Linked DNA regions of Capsicum annuum: region 2 is linked to region 1. The links are chromatin contacts, called in public Hi-C maps. All regions are on one chromosome and are shown on one strand. Each heading gives the region's core, a stretch centred on a gene start, on an enhancer-like site or on the middle of the called end of the contact. The rest is flanking DNA. Distances are from core to core; before and after follow the strand shown.

Region 1 (5,150 bases), core at 113-2,612:
TTGTTGAATATGATTGTTCCGTCATCTGTTGTTTGTGTATTTTTGTAGGTTCGATCAGCTGCACTAGATACATGGCTCCCAAATCAAGTTGCATTTATTCAATGTTAGGTTTTTCTCCTCAAATTCTTACACTTTTTATGTTGATGTGATAAATAAGTTGACTCAATTGTTGATTCGATAAATGGCCTAATTGTGTGTAATCCCTTTTCTGTTGCCGGTATAGCAATGGGAAACGAGAAGGCGAATATTTATTGTGAAGCTGAGCTTCCTCCAAATTACGATAGAGTTGGTATTGAGATTTCATCCTTGCAAAGTATGTCCCGTACTAGTTCCTGGCTTAAGCAATCCTTTCGATCTAGTATGTTGCAACTTCATCGGCAGTACCTGTATTTCGTTTAGGTATGAGGATAAGAGGTGGATCCCTAAGGATGAGAAGGAGATTCAAGAAGGGAGGGCCACAGGGCGACAACAACGACATTGTGACAGAAGTAGTCATGGGCATGTTCGTAACTCTTTTGTTCATCCAATGAGAGAGTGAGTATACAATGCCCTAGCACAAAGCAAGCGATGTCTGCTGCTAGATTAAGTATACCTCTGCCAGCAAGAGGACCGGAACAAGTATATCAAACTTTTATTCACCATTCTAATACTTTTATATCTGTTACAAACTTTGAATCTAATAGTTCAACTCATGAAAAGGTATCTCCTGGTGAGGGTGCACTTCCTCACCAGACAAGTCAGATGACACAACCGATTGCAGTCGCTGAATCTGTAAAGCAGGTTGCAGAAGTTGTTAATCCTCCTAAAGTTGATATTGCTACTGATCTTTTCGACATGTTGTCTATGGATTCTCCAAATGACAATGGCGCAAGTGCTGCTTCTGTAGATGATAACTCATGGAGAGCTTTTCAACGTATGTTACTTAAGTCGCCGCTTTCCTATATTTTTTCTTCAGCTCTTTTATTCTAATCAAACCTTGTAACTTCTCAGCTGTTGAAGAAGAACTAGCAACAAAAAGTGGTGTTGCGAAAGCTGATCATCGAAAATGCCAATCCTCCTCTGCAATTGATGGTTTATTCAAGGATTCATCAACACTGTCATCATCTATTTCAACTTCCTCCTTGTCCGATAAGCCTCCAAAAGATGTCAAAAATGATATCATGAACCTTTTCGACAAGGTACTATATGTAATTTTTTACTCACTGCTATGAGGAATTTTATGTTCCCCAGATAATGTCATCTAATGACAAACGGATCCATTAATGAGTCTTTTGACGTATTATTTTGCCTACATGTGGATTCGGAGCTCTACCAGAAAGTACGCATTTGCAGTCCGTGAGCGCAGAAGTTTATGAGTCCTAGTATACCTTATCTTTTCCTATGTGCGACAATGTTCTATAGTAATGGTATCAACAGTCACGTTTGCTGACAGACTGATGTTTTAAGGTTCCTGCCATAAATTATTGTCAGAGTTATAGCTAAACCATGACTTCTGCTGTTGTCCCATATATTGTTGAAGATTTATCTGAAAACATACCAAAGTGTCATTGGTGATTGCTCTGCTCGTAGAGTCATGGATTCGATGTATTTTTTAATTATAATGTCATTATACCAAAGTATCATTTGTCAATTATAATGTTTAAGTAGTTAGGTTGTGTTAATAATATTATATGAATTGAACAAATATTGGATTGTAGGTTATGCCTAAAAGAACAATCAAATTTGAGCTAAAATTAGAATCTATAATTACTTATTGAAAATTGATGGGTTCCACTAATTTTTTTTTTTTTTTAAAGAATAATTACGGAGGTTTTAAACCCCCGCAATTCTTAAATTAAAATTTATTATAAAAAGAATTAAATTTGGAGTAATGGGGTTCGACCGTTGCAAAATAACCGTCGTAAATTAGTTATGGCGTTCAGAAAAAAAACTACCGCAAATTGATTGTCGCGGCTCGTATTGTGGGGGTTTTGAGAACCCCGGAATCAAACTGTAAAATTAACCCTAGTAATTTAACCCGTTTTTTGTAGTGATATTTCAAGTATGAAATCAGGAGGAATATATCTTTCCTTATTATCTCCGTTTTGGTGAGATATGACTGTTCGCAATAAATTTTTGTCGTGCTAAAAATTAAATGTAAGCAAAGATAAAACAAACAAAAAGAAGAAGTTTTATATAAATGAATTTTTCAGGAACAATACTGTTATTCTCTCGATTCTTCTCTCCTAAGATTTTTCGTGATTCGAGGGCCTTTTGGAGCGTAATTCTCGAACTTTCGGATGATTTGAGCCTCCTAGAAATGCGTTTAGATCTTCGGGAATCGCCGGACAGCACTTCGTCGTGTCAAGTTGATCTCTGGGCAGAACTTCGTTAGTTAATTTTTTGAAGAGTTGTGTAGTCAATACAGAAGCTTTCTCTAATGTTTGCCAATTTATAGTTGTAGGGGGTAGGCAATACAAGTGTAAATAACCTCTACTACCTTATTCTGATTGATCCATTCAGTTTTCAAGCTTATCACAAATGTTATGTAATAAGGTTGCTTGTGATTGGCCAAAAATATTTCATTTGGTACACTTGGCGATGTTTTATTGGCTCTTGAACTTGACTTGGATTGCCACATCACTTGAGTGTATGGCCTTGCCTTGTTGGTCTTTAATTTGACTGGGATACCACGTCACTTGACACATAATATGAGTTTGGGCTTCAAGGTGAGATTGACCTTGATGGGGAATAAAATGGGCTTATTATTTTTACAGTCCAAAATAATTTTAGACCCAATAAAATATGGATCAAATTAAAATTTTATATGAATTTGATCCAATAAATTTTACGTATCTACACATGCCCCCAACTTCAAGGCTCGTCGAGGTGTTTGATTTGTCGGACTTGTTACAGACGAGATTCGAAGTATTTGTGGAGCCTTTTTTTGGCAAAACTTGAGCATTTTGTCAAAATTCAACTCCTCAAAATCATGATAAATCGGGTAGAATAACGTGAATCCCTTCATTGGGAGTGTAACTTCTGTTTAAAACTAAATATAACCAAATCATGTAGGATTCGGGTATTAGTTTTATATCAAATTTTAATAGGATTGAGTAATGATGTTATCCCACTTCAAAAAGGATTAAGAATTTGACTTATTTTTGACACTTGGACGTCCAGTTCTTCTTGAAGACAACTTGTTCAGCAGATTTCTTTTTGAAATCAAACTAGAGCCCTTTAGAGTCCATAAAAGGAAATCACGATCCCATTAAGTCATTGTATTTCATCCTGAGCCGCAATTCAACTCGCGTTCTTTTCCTCCTTTTTTTTTTTTGCTTTTTTCACAATTGAGTTTCAGGCATTTTAGGGCGTTTGTGGGAGAAACTTCATAATGCATCGTGGGAGTGTCTAAATCACAAACGACTTGTAGTGTTGAAAAGTAGACTTGTGAGGCTACGTTCTACGCAAAAATCACGCTCCAGATCCGCACAGGTATCCTTCCGAAATCAAACTTTCAGTATTGTTTCATCATTTTTTATTTATTTTGTGCAGCCTCACGAAAATTCTCATATCTTGACTTAGGAACATCAAAATCAACAACTCTTTTTTGCTTTGGAAACTAGAATTATAGATTTACGTCTCCCGTGGAAATGATAATCAGATTGCATCTGAAATGTCTCAGACATTGTCCCAAAACCGGTCTTCTAATCCTGGTTCATTAGTTTTATCAGCTTTGTACAGCGTCACGACAAATTCCATATCTCGATGTAGGAGTATCAAAATTAGGTGCGGTTTTTTGCGTTGGAAAGTAGACTTGTAGAGCTACATCTCACAAGAAAATCATATCAGGATACACCTGAATTGTTCCAATTATTGCTTCAAACCAGTCTTCTTATCTTGGTTCATCAGTTTTATCAGCATTGCGCAGCGTCTTGAGAAATTCTGTATCTTGACATATAAGTATCAAAATCATAAGGGTTTTTTTGTGTTGGAAAGTAGACTTGCAGATCTACGTCATAAGTGAACACCAAAATCAGAAAACTTCTATATTTTCTCTGGTAAATTTTCAAAGGTACAGTCCAAATCTTGTGATACTCTATTTTCCTTTAGAAAATTTACCGTTTAATTTAATTTCTTTGGCAGGTCTTCATACACAGAGAGTATATCTTCAGTATTTTGAGAATATGGTGAGCTTAAATGATCAAACAACATCATATCCTCAACTTGAAATAGAAAACGATGAACGATACTCTCGTTCTAGAGTCCTCACCTTGAGAGTTCATCCTCCGGTAATCGGCGCCTTCCCGCTTGATAGAGGATCGCCTGAAATGTCCCTTCATCTAGAAAAATGGTCGACAAAATAAGAAATTGGCATCCCTAACTTCAATAAGGTCATTACTACTACTACTTTTGTGTTGCATTCATCTACACATGACAAAGAATTTGCTGCTACATATCCCAAAGGCTCGAATAAGGGTCTTATCATATGGAATTATCCCTAATCAGGCTTTGGTGAGTTTCATTATGTTACATGCTATTGGGAATGGGTAGAGGATGTCCTTAGCCATAGCAAGGAGGTGCTGGAACAAACCAAGATTTATGATGCTATTTTTGCATCTTTATTTACGTACGACGTGAACGAGAATGTTTTGTAGGTCTTTTGTAAACTTTAGCATTCCTCGACTAATACAATATGTCTTGGCATTGATGATCTATCTATTTCATTGTGGGACATGCGTATTATTGGGGGCCATCCATTACATAGAACTTTCTTTCACGAAGTCGTCCCTTCGGCCCAAGAATTGACACAAGCAGATCAGCAAGGGAAGTCGTTTTTGCCTAAAATTTGTGCTTACTTATTTTCAGCATTCTATCGACTTTCAGATGGTGCGTCTAGGGAGGTTTCTGTCCATGATTGGCTAAATTTTTGGTTCAAAGGACTGGAGCGGTACAAGGAGCCTCCACCATGGGGCTATAAAACAACAAGCTAAACCAAAGTCAAATCACAATCCTAGCGGCTGCATTGATATGTCATTTTTATTGAATTGAAGAACAGAGAAAATCTTTCGTTGAGTTAGGCGTGGAAGTGTCTCTTAGAGAAAAGACAAACTTGGATGCTTTTCTTGCTTGTTGAATTTGTAAGTTCGTTCTTCTAATTAAAAAACTTA
Region 2 (5,315 bases), core at 1,529-4,028, 210 kb after region 1:
GCATGTATTGGCTTGATGTATACACCGGTTCGTGTAAGTTTTTATCCAATTTCACCAATAAGTTCAGTTCTTCCATAAAAATAAACGTAGATCCATACGGGAGTACCTTTGGGTCACAATCAAACCGAGTGGAGCTAGAGTATAGCTTACGAGTTCGGTTGAATAACTCAGTAGCTTTAATCCAAATAATGTATTTACCTTTCAAGATTCATTAAATATGTAAAAATTATTAATTTAGAATTCAATAACTTAAAAAGGACTAAATTTTCAAATTATAAACTTCAAATGCTAACTCTGCACTTTCAACTATCTCCATATCAAATTTAGGTCAATAGGTGCTGCATTATTATAGTTATCCTGTTATCCTAACCTTATAAGAGATAACACACCTTAGGTACCTGGTTGTTCTGATGGTAAATTTTTTACCAGACTTCAGCCCTTCCCCCTTGTTTTTGTTATGAACATATAAATTGCAATCATAACCCTTTATCTCGGGGCAAGTATACACTCAATGTTTAACAAGTGTGTGCCAAGTGAACAATAATTATTCAATAGCTATATGCATACAAATTGTACAGTAATTGTACTGACCAAATTTAATAAAAAAATATAGGGTACGTCTTAAAACACACTACTTTGGGCTGGTGTGTGGTACAAAAATTTCATATGGAAAAGCTACGAGAGCATCCCACACCAACCCAAACCAAAAAAAAAAAAAGAACAAGGCTGCTGTTAAATTGATGATCGTAAAAAAGGCCCACATGTCTCCCTCATGAGTCATGGTGTATAGACGACAAGGCATGCAAGAAAAGGATAAATAAACACTCAATTATCTTCTTGTCACCATCTCCTTTATATTCATGAATTTCAGTGGATAATTGACTCCCTTGTGGAACCCTAGAATTCATTCAGTACTGGTGACTTTGCTAGAATATTATCTTCTTCTACATTCCTAAGGTGCTCGATCGTAAAAGCTAAAAGTCAAATTGAGTCCAAAAGGATTACATATATTTGACCCTCTAGTCCGAGCATACTTTGGAGATGACAGTAGGAAAATAAATGACTTAGTGCATAATCAGCCTTTTAAAGTAATCATGGTATTTCATTTAGATTCTAAAGATCATATTTCAATTAAATATTTCTATTTTTAATATAGCGTTTCAATGCAAAATTTGACAAACTTTTTTTGCCTATATTCTCATTCAATTATTTTATTAAGTAGCAAGATAAATATATATTGTTGCATTTTGATCTTGTTGATTGAGACTTGTAACTGAAACTGCGGCTATTGTACCCGTCTCGACCCTCAACTTGCCCTCACCTCCACCGTCAACTTATCTTATTTTTATAGTATTTGTCTAAATTATACTTCATTTAAATATTCTTCTAATAATAATTTGTATTTATCTATCGAACATAAAAAATAAATAAAGTGAATGAAAAAGACAAGGTGTGGGGCTGAGGAAGAAGGAATATTTTGGGTTTTACATTTCTTTCACCAACATGATTGACTTGTAGAATTAAAACTCCATTACAACCTCTGAGTTCCTTCAGTTTCTGACACTGAATGTTCTCCCTTATATGGTTCATTCGTACACGCTCTGTTTTGAAAAAAAAAAATCCTAGGTTGGATATCTGTAATAGAATTTGATTAATTTAGGTTTACTTCGAGTAGAACTCATTCAGGAATAGCACTCCATATCTGAATGCATGTCACAAAAATTAAAACTTGTTATTAACGAAGGAACAACTCTATCCACTGTACAACATTCTTTTGACGATCATTATACACTCTTTCTCCCCCACCAAAAGAAAAAAAGCAATAAAATAAAACTTCAAACCAGGCACAGAATACACAAGGAAAGTAGCATTGAATTCAATAGCTTGAATAGAAATATCTTTTCAATTATCAAGAACCAAAGCAAGAATATATACTTCCTTATATTGTGGCTTTAAGAAGATTCCCATTTCCCATTTCTAAGACAAAAAATTGAAGATTTTATAGTTCTGGGGTAGACAAAGGTGGAATTGGGATTTTTAGTTTATGGGTTATGCGTCAACTTCTTCTTCTTCTTTGTTTCCCTTAAAGAGTTCTCAATAAATTACGCATACATATTAAACAGTATTTTCAACATAACTACAGAATTTGAACTTAAGTCATAAGATTCTGCCAAATCTGTAACTACCATGCTAGCTCCGTCCCTGAGTAGGCTAATAATGCAAGCTTTGCTTTGGTTCTCACCAGAGGTATCAAAATGGGGAGTGGGGGTTAGATTGAATTTGTGTGGCTTAAAATAGACTGAGTTATTAATTCGCTCAAAAGTTACCTAGGTTAAAATGTTAAAATGTAGGATCATAATCCACTCGCCTAATTCTTACTATCTTATTTATTATTTGTTCTTTTATAATTTTTATGTACCTGATAAAGCTGCATGATATATTAAAACATTTTAACAATTTCTCATTGATTAATTTAGGTTCGTATCAGCTCAATTTTTAATTGGCTAGACGAGTTGAACAAAAAAAAAAAAAAAAAAATTAATTGATAAACAACCCACTGATACTTAAACAGATTGAACGAATTATGTTCTCATAAACTAATTTTCCACCTCTCACTGAGTTGATGTAACAGTAATTAAAAACTGATAAATAGATTCAATTGGCTAGTGTTAAACAAGTTTCTACTGAATTTACTTAGGAGTGAAGATATTTAAAAAGTGAGTAATGTCAAATATAAGTTTCTTTTGTACAAAAGGGAAAGAGCTACATGTAATCTATCCTATTAATCCAGTTTAGTGGCAAGTGGCTTGTACCCATGATAAAGCATTGATTACTTTGATGAATGCCCAACCAACAACATGACCATGTTAGTCAATATACCACTATCTCCAATAAAGCAAATTAAAGAAACAAAAAGAAGAGAACAAAGAAAAAGCAAACAAAAGTAAAACAGAAAAAAAAAAAAAAAAAAAACTAAGTATTCTCCTTCTTTATGTCTTATCATATGCTCCCTTTTTCCTATCTGATATAACCAAAGTGCTCTTAGGTAACTTCTCATTCCTCTGTTTTCCCCTGTTTTATACGTATTGCTTGAGATGGGAAAGTGACCTCTTTTTGGGCCACACAAAATTTTGTTTTTCTGCAGTGTCATGTATAGTAAGAGTCTTCCGGACGACGATAAATTGGTGCCTGTAAGTAATCCAAGAACTTGGGCACCATATATGAGTACTAGGGACTGTTCTCAAGGATTTTGCAGTTTATACTGCCCACAATGGTGTTACATAATTTTCCCTCCACCACCACAATTTGATTTCTCTGCTGATGATGATTCTGGTCGTAATTTCTCTCCTCTAGTTATCGCGATCATCGGAATTCTTGCTAGTGCTTTCCTATTAGTAAGCTACTATGCCATAATATCAAAGTATTGTGGGAATTCAAGAAGAAGGGAAAATCATCAGGAAGAATCAGAATTTGAAGAGGATCATGACCCTTCTAATCACGAGGCATGGAATGTTACCGCGGGTGGTGGTTTGGATGAGGCATTGATCAAGTCTATTACAGTGTTTAAATACAAGAAATGCGATGGATTATTGACTGAAGGAACAAATTGTTCTGTTTGTTTAAGTGAATTTCAAGAAGATGAAAGTCTTAGACTTTTGCCTAAATGTAGCCATGCTTTTCATGTAATGTGCATTGATACATGGCTAAAATCTCATTCAAATTGCCCGTTATGCCGGGCTCATATAACTGTTTCAAATGCTTCACCTCCTCCATTACCTCCTCCTATTATGGAAGCTCCTCAAATTGAAACAACTCCACAAATCCAACCGGAACGTGATATAGAAATGGGCATCAGAGAAGAGGAAACACGAGACGAAGAAGAAAAAGAAGAGGATGTAACGAACCAAAACCATATGAATCAAGAAGTTAGGAGGAGATCAGTGTCAATGGATTGTGTATCTCAAGGTCATTTATCTATAGCTGATATACTGAGAATTGATCAAGATGAATTTCATGATTGTGTAACGGGGGAAAATTGTGAGTTGCAAAGGGATGTTGGAACGTCAAAACAAGAAAATAATGGTGAAGAAATGAGTAGGAGTGGGATTAGAAACAATGTACTAGTACAATATTGTGTAGCAAGTCCTATGATGATGAAGAGATCATTATCAAGTGGGAGATTCTTGTTTACCAAACGGGGGAGAGGACAAAATATGGCCAATCCATTGTCAAATGTTTGAATATTTTTTTGTGCTAATTTTTTAGGAGGATTTGTGTATGCTATTGAACAAAGAGTTGATTAAACATGAGTTTGAAAGGTATTTTTCCTCTTAGAATTTGAGTTTTTCTGTTCCTCTTTTTCCCATCCACTATTTTTGTATAGCTTAGTGGGTGGACGATTGTTCTATGCAAAAATCAAGGGAGAGTTCTATGTCTTGGGATTCCATTGGCAATTTGGCATGTTGAGTTTTGTTTGTTTGATTATTGATGAGAGGCTAATACAGCTACAACTGTTGTATTGGAGATTTGGAGTTAGGTTTAATAGCCCCTTAAACAAAAATGTTGCGAGTGAGTGATTTTTGTAGGGATGATTTTAGAAACTTTTGATCACGTTTCTTGTCGTAACATTAATTTCTCTTGTAGTTTAGATATTATACTTGGCTCTAATAATACCAATAGGCATGCAACATCCTTAATTTTTCCGCACAAACACTATGGTGTTATATACTATATTGATCGCAATACCGGAAGATTGCAACTCCAGAATGTAAACAACAAACGGAAATTGCAGAACAATTGAAAAAATAGGACAATTAATCAGAAAGGGGACAAGCTAAAAATTTGAAAGAGGAGGTGAGAAGAATAGACTGAGCCAAGGCTGCAAAACTCCTAACATAGTATGTAACACCATCGACCCTAGTGTTTCCTTCTTTCTAGTTCACGTCAAATAAAACTCTCTAACATGTTACTTGGCCCAATAAAATTTCACTTCTAGCTCATATAGGATCTTATGGAGCTTCTACCAAAAAAAAAGGATCTTATGGAGCCAGCTTGCTTCACAACAAGGTAACATACTTCCGTGACTTATTTTGTTAATAATAAGAAATCTCAGTAAAAATATACAAGTAAAAGGGGCCAAGCCTTACCTCATTAATCCCAGCGATGGCAAGACAAAACTTATTTTCAACATCATAAGAACTAGAGATGACCAAATATATTACAATTATCACAGAGTTTATGGTGTAGTCCACAATGATAGTACATCTATTGATACTTGTATAATGCGATAAATCAAAACTAGACCAATCGAACAT

What was found. A called contact is a pair of places that touch in the nucleus more often than the background predicts.
Region 2: a Hi-C map of leaf shows a contact between it and region 1, with 2.4 times the contacts expected there. The contact joins the promoter of LOC107872879 here to the enhancer-like site in region 1. A contact is called at or near these places in 3 of 5 Hi-C or Micro-C datasets (bud, leaf and placenta).

Annotation. Positions count from the first base shown.
Region 1 is chr6:185,983,064-185,988,213 of UCD10Xv1.1, forward strand. It overlaps the pseudogene LOC107872881. Among protein-coding and RNA genes, the nearest start is that of LOC107872880, 59 kb to the right of the region's middle. Within about 2 kb of position 1,363, at least 2 of the 5 cell types and tissues checked have an H3K27ac peak or open chromatin away from gene starts, as enhancers often do. A contact at or near this core is called in leaf, where this site is marked.
Region 2 is chr6:186,194,819-186,200,133 of UCD10Xv1.1, forward strand. It overlaps LOC107872879 (RING-H2 finger protein ATL52), which reads left to right and starts at 2,779. Exons shown (of 2, transcript XM_016719531.2): 1 at 2,779-3,046; 2 at 3,146-4,322. The coding sequence starts at 3,150. The coding sequence ends at 4,241.